Regions from separate parts of the Zea mays genome. Here region 2 is linked to region 1. Evidence: chromatin contacts called from public Hi-C data. All regions are on one chromosome and are shown on one strand. Each heading gives the region's core, a stretch centred on a gene start, on an enhancer-like site or on the middle of the called end of the contact. The rest is flanking DNA. Distances are from core to core; before and after follow the strand shown.

Region 1 (6,581 bases), core at 3,161-5,660:
TTTACTTCTTGTTTTTACCTTATGCATTAGAATTAGCTTTAGTTTAGCCCCCTAGTTTAGGCTCCCTCTACCTTAAATCTTCACGTCTCTTCGGCTCTACACCGACTAGACGTCATGGGTGACATGCCGACACCAAGACACACCCTAAGATCTCTCCTTCCCGACAGGGTCCCTCCCGGAAGATGAGATTTAGGTCTATTGCGAATAAGACCCTCTGTGCCATCATGGACCGTCTGTGCCCCAGGCGCGGACCGTCCGGCCCTGTGCTTCGGACCGTCCACGCCTCCGTAGAGAGCACCGTCAGGCGGTTCGTTCCAGCGTTTGGCGCCCAGATCGGCACAACATACTTTTTGGCGACTCCGCTAGGGACCAGGTGTCTAAATCTACTGAAAAATCAGGCCCCAAATGGCCGGTTTTAAAGATCACACCGATATCTCGCAGATAATATCCTTAAGCCGGCTATCGGAAGCCTGTCGGTCGATGAACAACAGTTATATGAAGACATGATGATTCAAATGAGGGAGGATGCATGTTGCCAAATCGCCAAGGCCGAGGAGAAAGCAACGGAGAAATTCTTATCATACTTCACGGTGGATCGCTACCAGAAGATTACCAAGCATGAAGAGATCGAGATTGCATCCCTACTACCTTCGCTTCAAATCTCAAATGTAAGTAAATCTACCGACATCCAATCTATTAAGCAACAACAGGATGAAATGAAACAACACATTGGAGGGTTGGAAAAAACAATTATAAAATTAACACGTACATTTGAGAAATCTGTTGCTCCTAGTTTTTCGTCATACGAAACTAGCAATACGATATCTGTGTCTAATACATCGGTAGCAAACGAGGATTCACCATGTACTAAACAGAGACATGTACTAAGCAGAAGAAAACCCGACAAAAATGTACCACTGATTCACCATTCACCATATCAGGAGGAGGACTTGATTTGTGCATGCCTCAGCCTCGCATATAACCATTAATTACTGATGAATCTGAAATCTTCAGGACCGGAAGTGATCGATGATCGTCGCCTCGGCGTCGACAGTGAACAGACAGACCCGAGGGTACGGTGGAGAATATTCCGGGCGGCTCTCGACATATTCTCCTCCGTCTCTGTGTGGATGGATGGGTGGAGACGAGGAAAGGTGGAGGCTTGGGCTGCAAGGAGGGGAGGTGACCACGTCCTTGGCCTTGATTCCCGCCCCTTTGCGCAGTGGCTTGTGCAGCAATCCCCTCCTCCCCTCCCCTCCCCTCCCCTGTGTGCGCGTGAGAGAGAGAGAGAGAGAGAGAGCTGGCTGTCTGGCTCTATTCCACTCCATCAATGTAGCCGCTACCTCCCAGCCCCAGGCATTGCAGGTCCATTGCACCAATTGCGTTTGCAGAGAGCAGTGCCAGTGGTCCATTCCATTCCATTCCATTGCATGCATGCCAACGCCATACAAGAGCACCATGCATCGTATACTCGGGGGAGTAGTTGGTGGTCTGCAGCTCCAGTTACAGCCACTGGAAGATCAGATTTGCTTGTGGGTGTGTGAGAGTCAGTGAGTGCACCATGTGGGTACCAAGCCCAAGAGAGAGAGAGAGAGATGATGTGAGCTGTGTCCTGATGAATGGAATGGAATGGAATGCAATGAACTGAAATATCTGTGTGCCGTGGGACTGAGAGATGAGCAGAGCTACACAGATGGCACTGAGGGCTGCCACTAGTGCTGCAGCCATTAGCTTGCAGGCAGGGATCATTGTACTGGCGGTACCAATGCACGCAACAGTGCTGCTGGTCCATGAACCCATGACAACTAGAAAGTGGTCTTCTGGTACAATCAAGCCCCTCAAGGAAAAAAAAAGAAGAAGAACAAAACAAGGGAACAGAGTGGCTGGCTGTGACTATGTCTACGAGTGGGAGAGGACAGAGAGAGTAGTTTGGAGAATCTCTTTCTCGACGCTCAATGGCCGCCGTCCATACTGTACTCGACCGAATCCACAGAAATATATATATGTGTGTGAAACAGGAAAATGAGGCCAAGTTATTCCATTCTCTCCGTAAAAAGACCGGCTGTTGTCACTCTGATTATTCCCACTACCTTGAAGAATATCAAGCTGAGCTTTCTGCCGGTGAATAGTAGATAATGCTATCCCTGTCTTAAATTATAAAATGTTTCGGCATTTCTACGCGTTCATAAATTTCATTATGTACCTTGACGACATAAAATATGCCTAGATGCAAATATAGTTTTAAAACGGGGAGGATATGCTTGTGCACCACTTTTGCCCATGGGCATCAGAAAAAATGTACCAGCAGCTGTTAAAATCTGAAGCTCACAGCTAGACAGCAGCACAGAGAGGCAGAGCCAGCTCTGGCGACTGACAGTGTAATAGTGCCATAATTCAGAGGTGCAGGAAAAGATAAACCTTGCTCAAGATAGATATATTGAAAATAAAGAGAAAAACTGACAGGGACGAACTGAACGTTAAGATCGCTGCAGGGCACACAGGCAAGAGTAATTAAAGTGTAGATTATATGGTGCACTTCCTTTGTTTGACAGCAGAGACACTAGTAAACTTACTGCTCTGATTCTTACATAGTAGTGGAGTGACACAGTCAGTACACAAACAGTAACAAGAGCAGGACTCGAGAGTTACACTTACACCTGGTAACTAATAGCAGTTCATGCATTAACCATAGCCCCAGCAGCTAGCTAGCTAGCTAATTACCCCCACCAGTTGATCGCACAGTACAGTAACAGTAAAGTTCACTTTCATGGCTAGTCACCACCACGTCTGATCTGACCTCAGTTCTTCCATCTCACTAGCAGATTACTAAACCTGAAACACCAGAAGAAGAAGAAGAAAAAAAAACAAAAACAAAACAAAACAAAAGAAGGTGTTTTGCGCTGCCATGGTGACTTCGCGCGGTCTGGAGCTAGCAGAGCTGGTACTGGAACATGTTCTCGGGGCAGGATCTGAGGAGGTCGTCCAGGGCGGTGGCGCCGTCGAAGGCGAGGCAGGGGTCGGAGGAAGCGGCGGCGGCGGCGGCGGCTGTGAGGGAGACGGCGACGGCGCCGACGGCGTTGGTGTTCATGCAGGCGAGGATGTCGTTGAGGGAGCCGAGGCGCGCGGCGAGCTCGGCGGTCTGGGTGCGGAGGACGGCGTTCTCGGCGTCCACGGCGAGGAGGCCCTGCGCGGTGAGGCCGAGCGCGGTGGCCACGTGCGCGTTCTCGCGGCGCAGGTGCGCCGCCTGCGCGGTCAGCTCGTCGAGGTGGCGCTGCTTGCGCATCCGCGACCGCCGCGCGGACTCGCGGTTGGACAGCATCCGCTTCGCGCGGCGCTGCTCCATGAGCGCGCGCAGCTCCTCCTCCGTGCCCGCCGCGGCGGCCAGGGCCGCCGTTGCCGCCGAGAGGGAGCCCGAGCTCCCGCTCCCGCTGGAGGAAGCCATTCTTGCAAGAGACAAAAGAGACAGAGCAGCTCTCTGCTTCTTGATCCCTGGCTCGCTTACTTACTAGAAGCACACACTACCACACCACACTAGCAGAGATCAAAGCCGTCTTTTTTCTCGGCCTCGAAATTTTCTTTCTTTCTTCTTCTTTCGTAACTTAATTGACACTAGTAATAAAGGTCTTTGCTAGCAGCAGTAGGGAAGTGCATGCAAGCTAAAGAAGGTTTAGGGAACGACTGAAACGGCGACGACGAAGGCAGAGACTGACACGGAGAGAAGAGGAGGACGGTAGATGCTACTAGATGGAAGGGAAAGAGGAGGAGGAGGAGTGGGAGAGAAGGGGCGTGGCTATGATGGGGGCGAGTAGTTCATGAGAAGACATAGAACCAGTAGAGGAAGACGACGGAGAAGGACTGGACCAGGTGGGTGCGGCGCCGGAGTGTGGAGTTGATCATAAACCCCGAGAGGAGGATCTCACTGATCACAGGCGACATCAATGAGGAACTCTAGGACGAACGGCAGCATGTGCTTCCCTCGCTGTTGGCTCCGATTGGCACTCCCAATCGGAGCAACCGGCCTGCGCGGCGGGTTTTGCGGCGGCGAGGCCGGAGGACACAGGTGGGGGAGGCCGGGAGGGTGCCGGCTGGCAAGGCGGGTGTGTGTCCGTGGACGGAGGCGGGGGTATGGCGATGGCGATCGGGCGGGGCTGGGTGGGTGGCTTTATAAAGCGGCCGGCCGGCCGGAGCTGACGAGCAGCGCGCCGCGCGCACCCGATTCGGTCGGTGGTGGTGGTGGTGGTGGCCGGTGGCTAGCTAGTGTAGGTGCTGTGCTGGGCTCCCCCCGCGCGCGCTCTCTCTCTGTCTGTCACTGTGCCTCTCGCTCCTCCTCCTCCTGCCCGTGGGAGAGATGCTGGCGCATCTGCGGCTGACGAAGGAAGATGTGAGGAAGGAGAGGGAGGGGGCCAGGGGGGGTTGGCGCAGCGGCGACGCGGGGATTTATAGCCGCTGGGAATGGAGAGGTGGGAATCAAAAGGCTGAAGAGAGAGAGGTTTGCTAGACGGGACGGCGGAATCCGTTTCCGAGGATGAGCAGAGGGAGTCGAACGGGAACGGGAATCGGGCCGGGACTCGGGATCCAGGCGTGTCGCTGTAGCAGCACAAGTGAACAACACAACAGCGAGATTCTGATTCCTGTTCCAGGACGATGATCGTGGTGGGCGGCGGGAAAGGCAGCCCCCGGTTGGCATGCAGTCGAGGTGCAGGTGTAGGTGCAGGTGCAGGTGAAGGTGCAGGCGCAGGCGGTGGTGAATGGTGATGGACTGATGGTGAGATCTAGAGACCGAGCATAGCAACGGCAGCAAAATGCAAAACCACCTCTCCTCCACCGCTTGGTCTATTATTTTTTTTTGAAAAAGGACACGGCAAGAGTATTGCCATGACCAAAAATTTATTAGAAAGAGACACTTACAAACACCGGAAAGGAAAAGAAAAAACAACACTAGGGTAGAGGAGGGCAAAGAAAAGAAAAGAAGCACTAGCAAAACAGCCCACTAGAAACCCAACACGTCACACAAACAAAACGCTAAAACGCTAAAACTAACTAGAAGCTCTTTACGGGTTGAAATCTTCTTTGACGAAGTTGGCCACTTCTCGCTCGCTCTTCTCAAGACCATGAAAGATTCTTTGATAGAAAAAACTACCACTTTGATCTTTTTTACACATCAAACACACTCGTACATGCACCTTTAGATCTTGTTCAGTTGCACATGGTTCAAAAGTGATTGAGAATGCATTCGGTTCTTAATGATTGGACCCGAACTCTTTTCCACGTGATCAAAGTTTATATAAATTAGAGAAATAAACCGGCTAAAAAAAGTTACATGTCTTTATTTTGGAAAAACGAAGGGCCCTAGAGAGGGTTAAATCTCCTTTATTACGAACATTTTTATTTGTTTAACTAAAGATACTTTATAATTATATGCTTCTTTCATTCTTTAAAAAATAAAAAAACATTTTCTTCTCATTTCCCCTTCCCCTGTAGTAATAAAAAAATGGTAGATGAGCGTTGCAGAAGCACTGAGATCGATAGATGCTGCCGACTGCCGTGCGCGTGCAGGGAGGACGCAGCGGTGCAGAGCTGGCCGTGCGCGCACGTGCGGACGCGGACGGCCAGCGTGACCGGTGACGGCGTTACATTCCTGCTCTGCCGTCAGCGGTCAGCTCCGTCCGTCCGGCAAAGCTCCCTCTGCAGTCTGCAAGGTCGGCGGGCCGGGCCTTGCGGCAGACTAATCCCGGCCGGGCGCCCCGCCGCGTGCCGCCATGATCGATCAGGCTGACGACGAAGACCGAGCTCCCGGCCGGTCCGGATGCAGCTAAAAAACCCTTTATATATAGTAGTAGTAGGGCCCTGCTTGGGACCGCAACTCGATCATCCCCAACACCAGAGCACACAACGTACACCGCTGGTAGGCGTCGGCCATGCATGCTCTGTTTAGCTCACCTGGCCGGCTCCGGCGCGCTCCTCTTCGCTGCCGACGAGGCGACGAGACGAGAGAGACCCTTTCGTGTTTGCATTGCATGGTCATGGACCGGCTACGCGCGGCGCGGAAGCTGGAAAAAGGGTGTAGGGCTCGCGGGGGTGCATGCATGCGATGCGCATGGCATGGAGACGGAGAGATGGAGGTGGAGCTGCGTAGCGCAGCGCAGGTAGACGACGACGGAGGTTGCTAGCTATACTCCAGTCCAGCTCAGCTCTCGCCCGCCCACGCGCCGCTGCCGCCGCTTTTGCCGAACCGGCGCTCGCGGCCGGCACCTGCATGCGCTGCTCTCTGCAGCGCCGTCCGTCCGCGCGTGTCCGATCGATCCAACGGCCGGTGACTCCGACGCTTGCGATCGACATGCATGCATCAGCTGTCAGCCTGCATGTGAGAGATTCAGCAGCAGCGGGGCCGGGTCCATCGACGACGTGCTTGCCGCTAGCAGCTGGTACTTACTGCCAAGTGCCAACGCCGGTGTGGTCTGTAGGAGCGCGCCGCGCGCATCCATGCTGCCATGTCCGCCCCTTTCCTTCCATGTCGTCTTTGGAGAGGAGGAGGTGGCGCCGTGGCAAGCAAAGGCGCGCGCGCGTACGTGTCGTCTTCT
Region 2 (6,536 bases), core at 1,998-4,497, 48 kb after region 1:
ATTTTGGTACAAATGCATATTTCTCATTATTTTTGTACCAAAACTACGACTAATGTGTTTCCAAGTGTATTTCTATACTAAGACGTAGATTGAAAGGGAAATGGAGTATTTGGCAAATACAAGGCTTCCACTCCAACTCTGACGGTATCATTTACCCTTTGCCTTTACTCCCACACGTCTCTCAAATTGGTATAATCCTTCACTCATATTTCCTTTACCAATGGGGGAGAAAATATAAGAAGGGCTCTCAACGTCTTCGTTTTTGGCGATTAATGCCAAAGGGGAAAAAATATTAAGCCCAAAGCAAAAGGACCACACCACCATAATTTCAAAAAAAATTGAAATAAAGATTTAATTGATATTTGGCAATTTCTCAATTGGTATTCATGCTTCACTTGTCTTGAGAAAGCAAATTTTCAATTGATATCCAAATAATGAAATAATGGGAATCTCTTCAAATAGTATTGTTTTAATTTTCAATTTGGTATCTATTTAAAAACCCTCTTGAAAGCTAGGAGGGCGATTTCATTCACGGAGAGTTTTATTTAGTCAAAGGAAAAGCATTTGAAACAAGGGGAGAAATTTCAAATCTCGAAAATGCTTTTTGCAATCTTATTCATATACCTTGGACTATTTGCAAAAAGACTTTTGAAAAGATTTTCCAAAACAATTTGCAAAAACAAAACTAGTGGTGCATAGGTGGTCCAAAATGTTGAAGAAAAGAAAAGCAATCCATTGGTATCTAGTAAGATTATCAATTGGTTTAATTCCAAGTAACCTATGTACCATACGCAAACTAGTTCATTTCTGCACTTTACATATTTGCTTTGGTTTGTGTTGGCATCAATCATCAAAAAGGGGGAGATTGAAAGGGAAAGAGGGTTAACCTTTTCCCACAATTAATTTTGGTGGTTGAATGACCAACGAAACACATGGACTAACTAGTTTGCCAAGTATTCATGAATTACAGGTGCATAAAGGTTCAACACAAACGAATAAATATTCTAGTTAGGGATCCAATTCAAAGGAGCAAAAGGAACCAAGTGTGCTGTGATCTGGCACACCGGACTGTCCGGTGTGCCACCGGACAGTGTCCGGTGCATCAGGACCGTACAGGGTCCAAGCATCCAATCTTAGGTTTTCGCAGGCGCGCTCCGCTATAATTCACCGGACTGTCCGGTGAGCCAGCGAGCAACGGCTATCTGCGCGCAACAGTCGACTGCAAAAGTACTGACGAAGTGAACAGTGCAGCGGCAGAAGTCAGAGTCACGAAGTCAGAGGGCACCAGACTGTCCGGTGCCGCAAGAGGACAAAGCCCCAACGGTCGACCGAGCTCCGAACCTAACGCTTGGGTGACGTGGCGGCTCATCGGACAATGAACAGGACCTGTCCGGTGGCGCACCAGATTGTCCGGTGCGCCCATCGACAGCAGCCTCCCTAACGGCTACCTTGGTGGTTGAGGGCTATAAATACCCCCCAACCACCACCACTCTAAGCATCCAAGATTTTTGAGTATCACATTCAATACAAGAGCTCTAGCATTCACTCCTAGACACAATTCAAAAGATCAAAGCCTCTCCAAGTCCCAAATTCATCTCAAATACTTAGTGACTTGTGAGAGAGTGATTTCGTGTTCTTTTGAGCTCTTGCCTCTTGGATTGTCTTTCTTCTTTCTCATTCTTGTTCTCAAGTGACTTGTAATCAAAGCAAGAGACACCTAAGAGTGTGGTGGTCCTTGTGGGGTCTTAGTGACCCGATTGATTAAGGGAAAGGCTCACTCGGTCTAAGTGACCGTTTGGGAGAGGGAAATAGTTGAAATAGACCCGGTCTTTGTGACCTCCTCAACGAGGACTAGGTTCTTTGGAACCAAACCTCAGTAAAACAAATCACAGTGTTCTTTCGCTGGTTTTCCATTTGATTTGTTTTTCTCCTCTCTCCCGGACTTGATTTAAGTTCTAACACTAACCCCGGCTTGTAGTGTGTGTTTAAAGTTGTAAATTTCAGATTACGCCTATTCACCCCCTCTAGGCGACTTTCAAAAGGAGTAAAAATGAATTTTCTAGGGTTTAAACAAGATCTAGGGTTATTTTTATACCTAGAAAATCATTTCCTAAATTAATTCCCTGATTTAATCACTGTTTGGACTGCGCACAAGATTAAACAGAAATACAGGGGTCTCAACACAAAGATTCCTAAGACTAAGGGCGTTCCCGTGTGGACTGCAGGTTGGTTTACCAAAACCTAAGGGGTTGTCGTGCAAAACTGGCGGCTGAAGGGTATCACAGTGTAGAGACCCTAGGATTGGACACGGATGGCTCAGATTAAAACGGCGCGCTCTATCAATCACTTTGCCACGCGAGCCCTTGGATCGGGAATCAACGACCCGATACTTATGTAACACCCTAACCGCTAATCCATCAATCAACGACCAGAATCATTTGGTCGCATTGGGGAAGCCCATACCAGATCCGGATCGTTCGTTAGAGGATCGACGACAACCTGCCGTTTTCCCCAGCCCGAAGCTAACCCGGTGGCGCATATTTTTGAACGACGAACTTCGCCGGAGGCCGGCGATTCTGCCCACAACTCGACTTCACCAGATCGCGACAAATCTCGATCACAACCCGGTGTGTTGTGATTCGATCGGAGCCCGATTCTTCCTACGGCGACGAACGACAATTCGGTGGCGGCGCTACTTCGGCCAGAAATTCTGGTCAATAGGTGGATGAGTGAGGTCGGATTTTGATGGTGCCCGATCGGGGAAAGGAGATGAATGTAACGGAGTTGATTCTCACCGGTGATTGATGCGCGGGACCCCTAATCCACGACGAGGGGCGGGTGCGTGCTCCGTCTTCACTCCGGTGACCGATTCCAGGCACGACGATAGCTCCCACCAACCAGCGGTGCCAGGAATTTTGTGAGGATGCAGGGTAGCAACGGCTGTGCAACTTGCCAAGGGCGGAGCAAGGAGTTGCAGGTACGCCGGTGCGGGCGCAATTCGGAGGCCGCCCTAGGTATAAATGATCAGGGCTTCGCGGTTTCGGGGCAGAGATGGATGCGGTCGCCCCAGGTTGTGCGCCAGGTGGGGCCAACGCGTGGGTTGTTGCAACAACCAGGGAGTTCGGCGCCGGATTTTCAGCTCCAGCCGCCCGGTGCGTCGGAGAAGATCTACAGCGCAGGTTGGCCCGCCTGGCGGTGACCCGTGCGATAGAGTGTGAAGCTGACCAGTGGGCCCGTCGGGTCAGTGTCCACGACAACGGTGCGGGCGCGGAGTGAGCGGCTATTGAGCGGATCTCACTGTCAACGGTGGCCCACCGTCAAGGAAGCGCGCGCACGGGAGAGGGAGCCTAGGCCACGCGGAAGAAAGGGAGCGAAGTGGGCCAGAGGCAGGTGGTTTGTGCCCAAGCCACAGTTTATTATTTTCCTTTTCTCTTTTCCTTTTCTTTTCTATTTTTAGGTTTTAAATTTAAATTCAAATTTGACTGTGAACATACTAGTATGGAATGATTTTATATATTTATTTTCTTTTCTTTGTATAGTATTATCCTTCTTTTTCTCCAAATTATAGAATTCAAAGTAGGTCTTAAATTCAAATTTGGATACTAATGTATTTCTATTAATATTATTTTTATTGTTATCAAATGCACACACAAATAAACTCCAACATGATGCATAAGTTATTGAAGTGTCATTAGCTAATTAATAACTTTAAATGTGGTTGTTCATATGCTATAATAAATAGAGAACAAAACATTCAAGGAGATCAACTCTATTATTATGGTTTACACTTTTGGGTATTACAGTAACACTATGAGGCCTTTCCAAAGTTCCACTAGTTCGAGAATACCCACTACGGTTTTAGGAAGAAAGAAGCATAGGAATCTCTCATCCGAAATGCAATCGCAACAGTTCGACTCGAAAACCTCCCTATACTCTGCAGCGATGCCTCCCCGCTTGCCCCTTTCGAGTAAGGTAATCTCTCCCTACCTTTCCTAATTACTTGTCCAAGGGCGTCCCATTCCACCCTGGTGGTAGCACTGTTATCTCAAGTTAAGCTCCATGTTCCAATTAACACAATGATCTTGTCATAAACAATAATTAAAAATAGAATAATTGGAACATGATCATAATTCAAGTGTAACATTAATCCCAAAACCAGGTAAAGAAATATCAAATCTACCCAATAGTTCATATGTTTGCAAAAGGGTGGGGTAACCAAATCTAGGGAAACCTATTAGGTCCCACCAAATTAACCTGAGCATGTCACAGTGATTACCAGGAACATTATTAGGTAAAGAGAAAAGTGGTCAAGAGCACAACTTGCCTTAGACTTGAGATTCCCAGGTACTTCACCAACTTTGGTCTTCAAGAGACTCGTAACCTCGCTGCTCGTCATAGCAATACAAACAAACATGGTATAGACAAAATTAACATCACACCAATCATGAGAACATATTGCATAGCAATGATCTACACATCGTAACGAGAACCTAGGTTCGAGAACCACTAAATTCGGAGTTACAATTATAAAGTTATGATTTTCTGAAGGTTGAGGTGTTTATTATAAAACAAATGAGGTACAAGATTCTAGCCATATGTTTCATATTAATACAAGGTTACTAGATGATAAATAATATTAATATGAGATTAGTGTAACTCGAATAGACAAAAAGAAGTTAAAATGGATTGATTATGGTTTAAACAAGTTTCTAGAATTATTTTCCTACTAGAAAACATTTTAAATATTAATTAAATAATTCCTAGTATCCTATGGACTGTGGACACAAAAACCAGGGAGTTTAGGGGTTAGACTGCAAATTCTAGGGCTTTGTTTTAATTATCTTCTAATAGATATGGACGGTGGATTGATATGTAAAAACACTAGGGGCTCTTTTATAAATTGCCTGGCCGAAGCGGTATGGGCAGATCAGGGTCGCCAGATCCAGCAGGGATGACCCAGATTAGATCGCGTAAACAGCGAATCGGTACATAAAACTGACCGTTAGATCAGAGATCCATGACGTTGATTTAAAACACCCAGATCGAATAGGACCCGCTTGATCTAGGATCAACGGCCCACAACGCTTCTACCCAAACCAAGACACTGATCAGATCTAGACCACACATCGGGATCTAACGACCACGCAGCCCTCTCCTCATCCTGGCCGAAGACGGCGGCACAGCAACCCGCGCGACGGCGCCATTGCCGAACTGCCATGCCCCGCATTCCTCAGTGACCAACTTCGATGCAGAACGGTGCAACACGTAGGAAGGGATACGACAAACTTCATGGGGAGGCATTTACCTCAGATCGTAGCGTGGTGAGGATGCCGGCGCGAGATGGCGGACTCACGGTGGCAACACTGTTTCGATGAGCAATTCCCCACGCTTGGGTCGAAGTATTGTCCCAGAAATCCCTCGAACCCACTCCACACAACCAGGCCACCCGGAGCACCTCCACAGCCACTGAACAGTCCCAAGGATGAGGTTCGTCGTCGGCGGCCCGCTTCCACGCATTTCGACGCGAAGTCGGTCACGGGGCGGCTAGATTCGCAACGGGTTTGGGTTCCACGGCCACGGGGACGCCCGTATTTGTACCTGCAGCCCAGGCGGGGGTGGGGATTAGTGCGTCCGGCGAAGTCGGCGCGGCCGTTGGCGCGAGATGGGATTGCGACATGGTGGGTCTGAGACTAACGGGGCAGAACCATTTGGCGGCCACACAGAGGAGGCACACGCGCACGCGGCTAGTGGCTGACCAGCGGGCCCCAACGGTCAGCGACACGTGCGCAGGTGACGTTGGCGGGCTGGCGCACACGAAGCAATGGGACGGGCAGCGATTTCGGCCCAACTACGGTATGGAATTTGCTTTTTCTTTTTATATATTTCCTGTTTTTCTTTCTCTATTGAAATTTGAAAATCTTAAATTCACTCTTGAGTTTGTAATCCGAATTCAAACTAAATTCAAAATTCAAAATCTAGAATTGATGAAAAATTATTATTTTATTATTATATCTCATTATTTATTTTGTTTGCTCATTACCTGGTCCAAATATGTAATACACACATATGTAGCTACCAAATCTGGAGGTGAAGTCAAATCAAAAGTTACTTCCAAAAAGAAATATTATTTGCTTAGCAGAAAATTTTCTAAAGTATACTTTCTTATGAAGGAATACTTTTTATTGTATATTATTCATTAAGAATTTTAAACTTATATAAGGTCTCGTCATTTATTTTGCATATAATCATATTTATATTTTTTTAAGTCCGAAATTTGATGTCTATTTTTAAAAGTTCACTCTAAGTTTGAATCACTTTTTACCCCTTTATAAATCCCACAATAGAATTTTGATGTGTTAGAAAAAAATCCACCAAGGGGATTTAAATGGCACTTCAATTTCCTGAGAGCATTTCCCCCACTAGGGTATAATTCCCTGCCACCCTTTGGCAACCAGGGGTTTAGTCCAAAGCTGTTTTATTCCCAAAACGTAAACTGAAGCATAGTAAACTGTTTTAGTCCCAAAACGCACACTGAA

The links. A called contact is a pair of places that touch in the nucleus more often than the background predicts.
Region 2: a contact with region 1 is called in a Hi-C map of ear, with 6 times the contacts expected there. The contact joins the enhancer-like site here to the promoter of LOC111274020 in region 1. A contact is called at or near these places in 7 of 25 Hi-C or Micro-C datasets (bundle sheath, ear, endosperm and 2 more).

Annotation. Positions count from the first base shown.
Region 1 is chr5:76,970,673-76,977,253 of Zm-B73-REFERENCE-NAM-5.0, forward strand. LOC111274020 reads right to left here and starts at 4,411. Exons shown (of 1, transcript NM_001357151.1): 1 at 2,598-4,411. The coding sequence starts at 3,442. The coding sequence ends at 2,930.
Region 2 is chr5:77,019,459-77,025,994 of Zm-B73-REFERENCE-NAM-5.0, forward strand. No RefSeq gene overlaps it. Among protein-coding and RNA genes, the nearest start is that of LOC109939932, 43 kb to the right of the region's middle. Within about 2 kb of position 3,248, at least 19 of the 20 cell types and tissues checked have an H3K27ac peak or open chromatin away from gene starts, as enhancers often do. A contact at or near this core is called in bundle sheath, ear, leaf and 1 more, where this site is marked.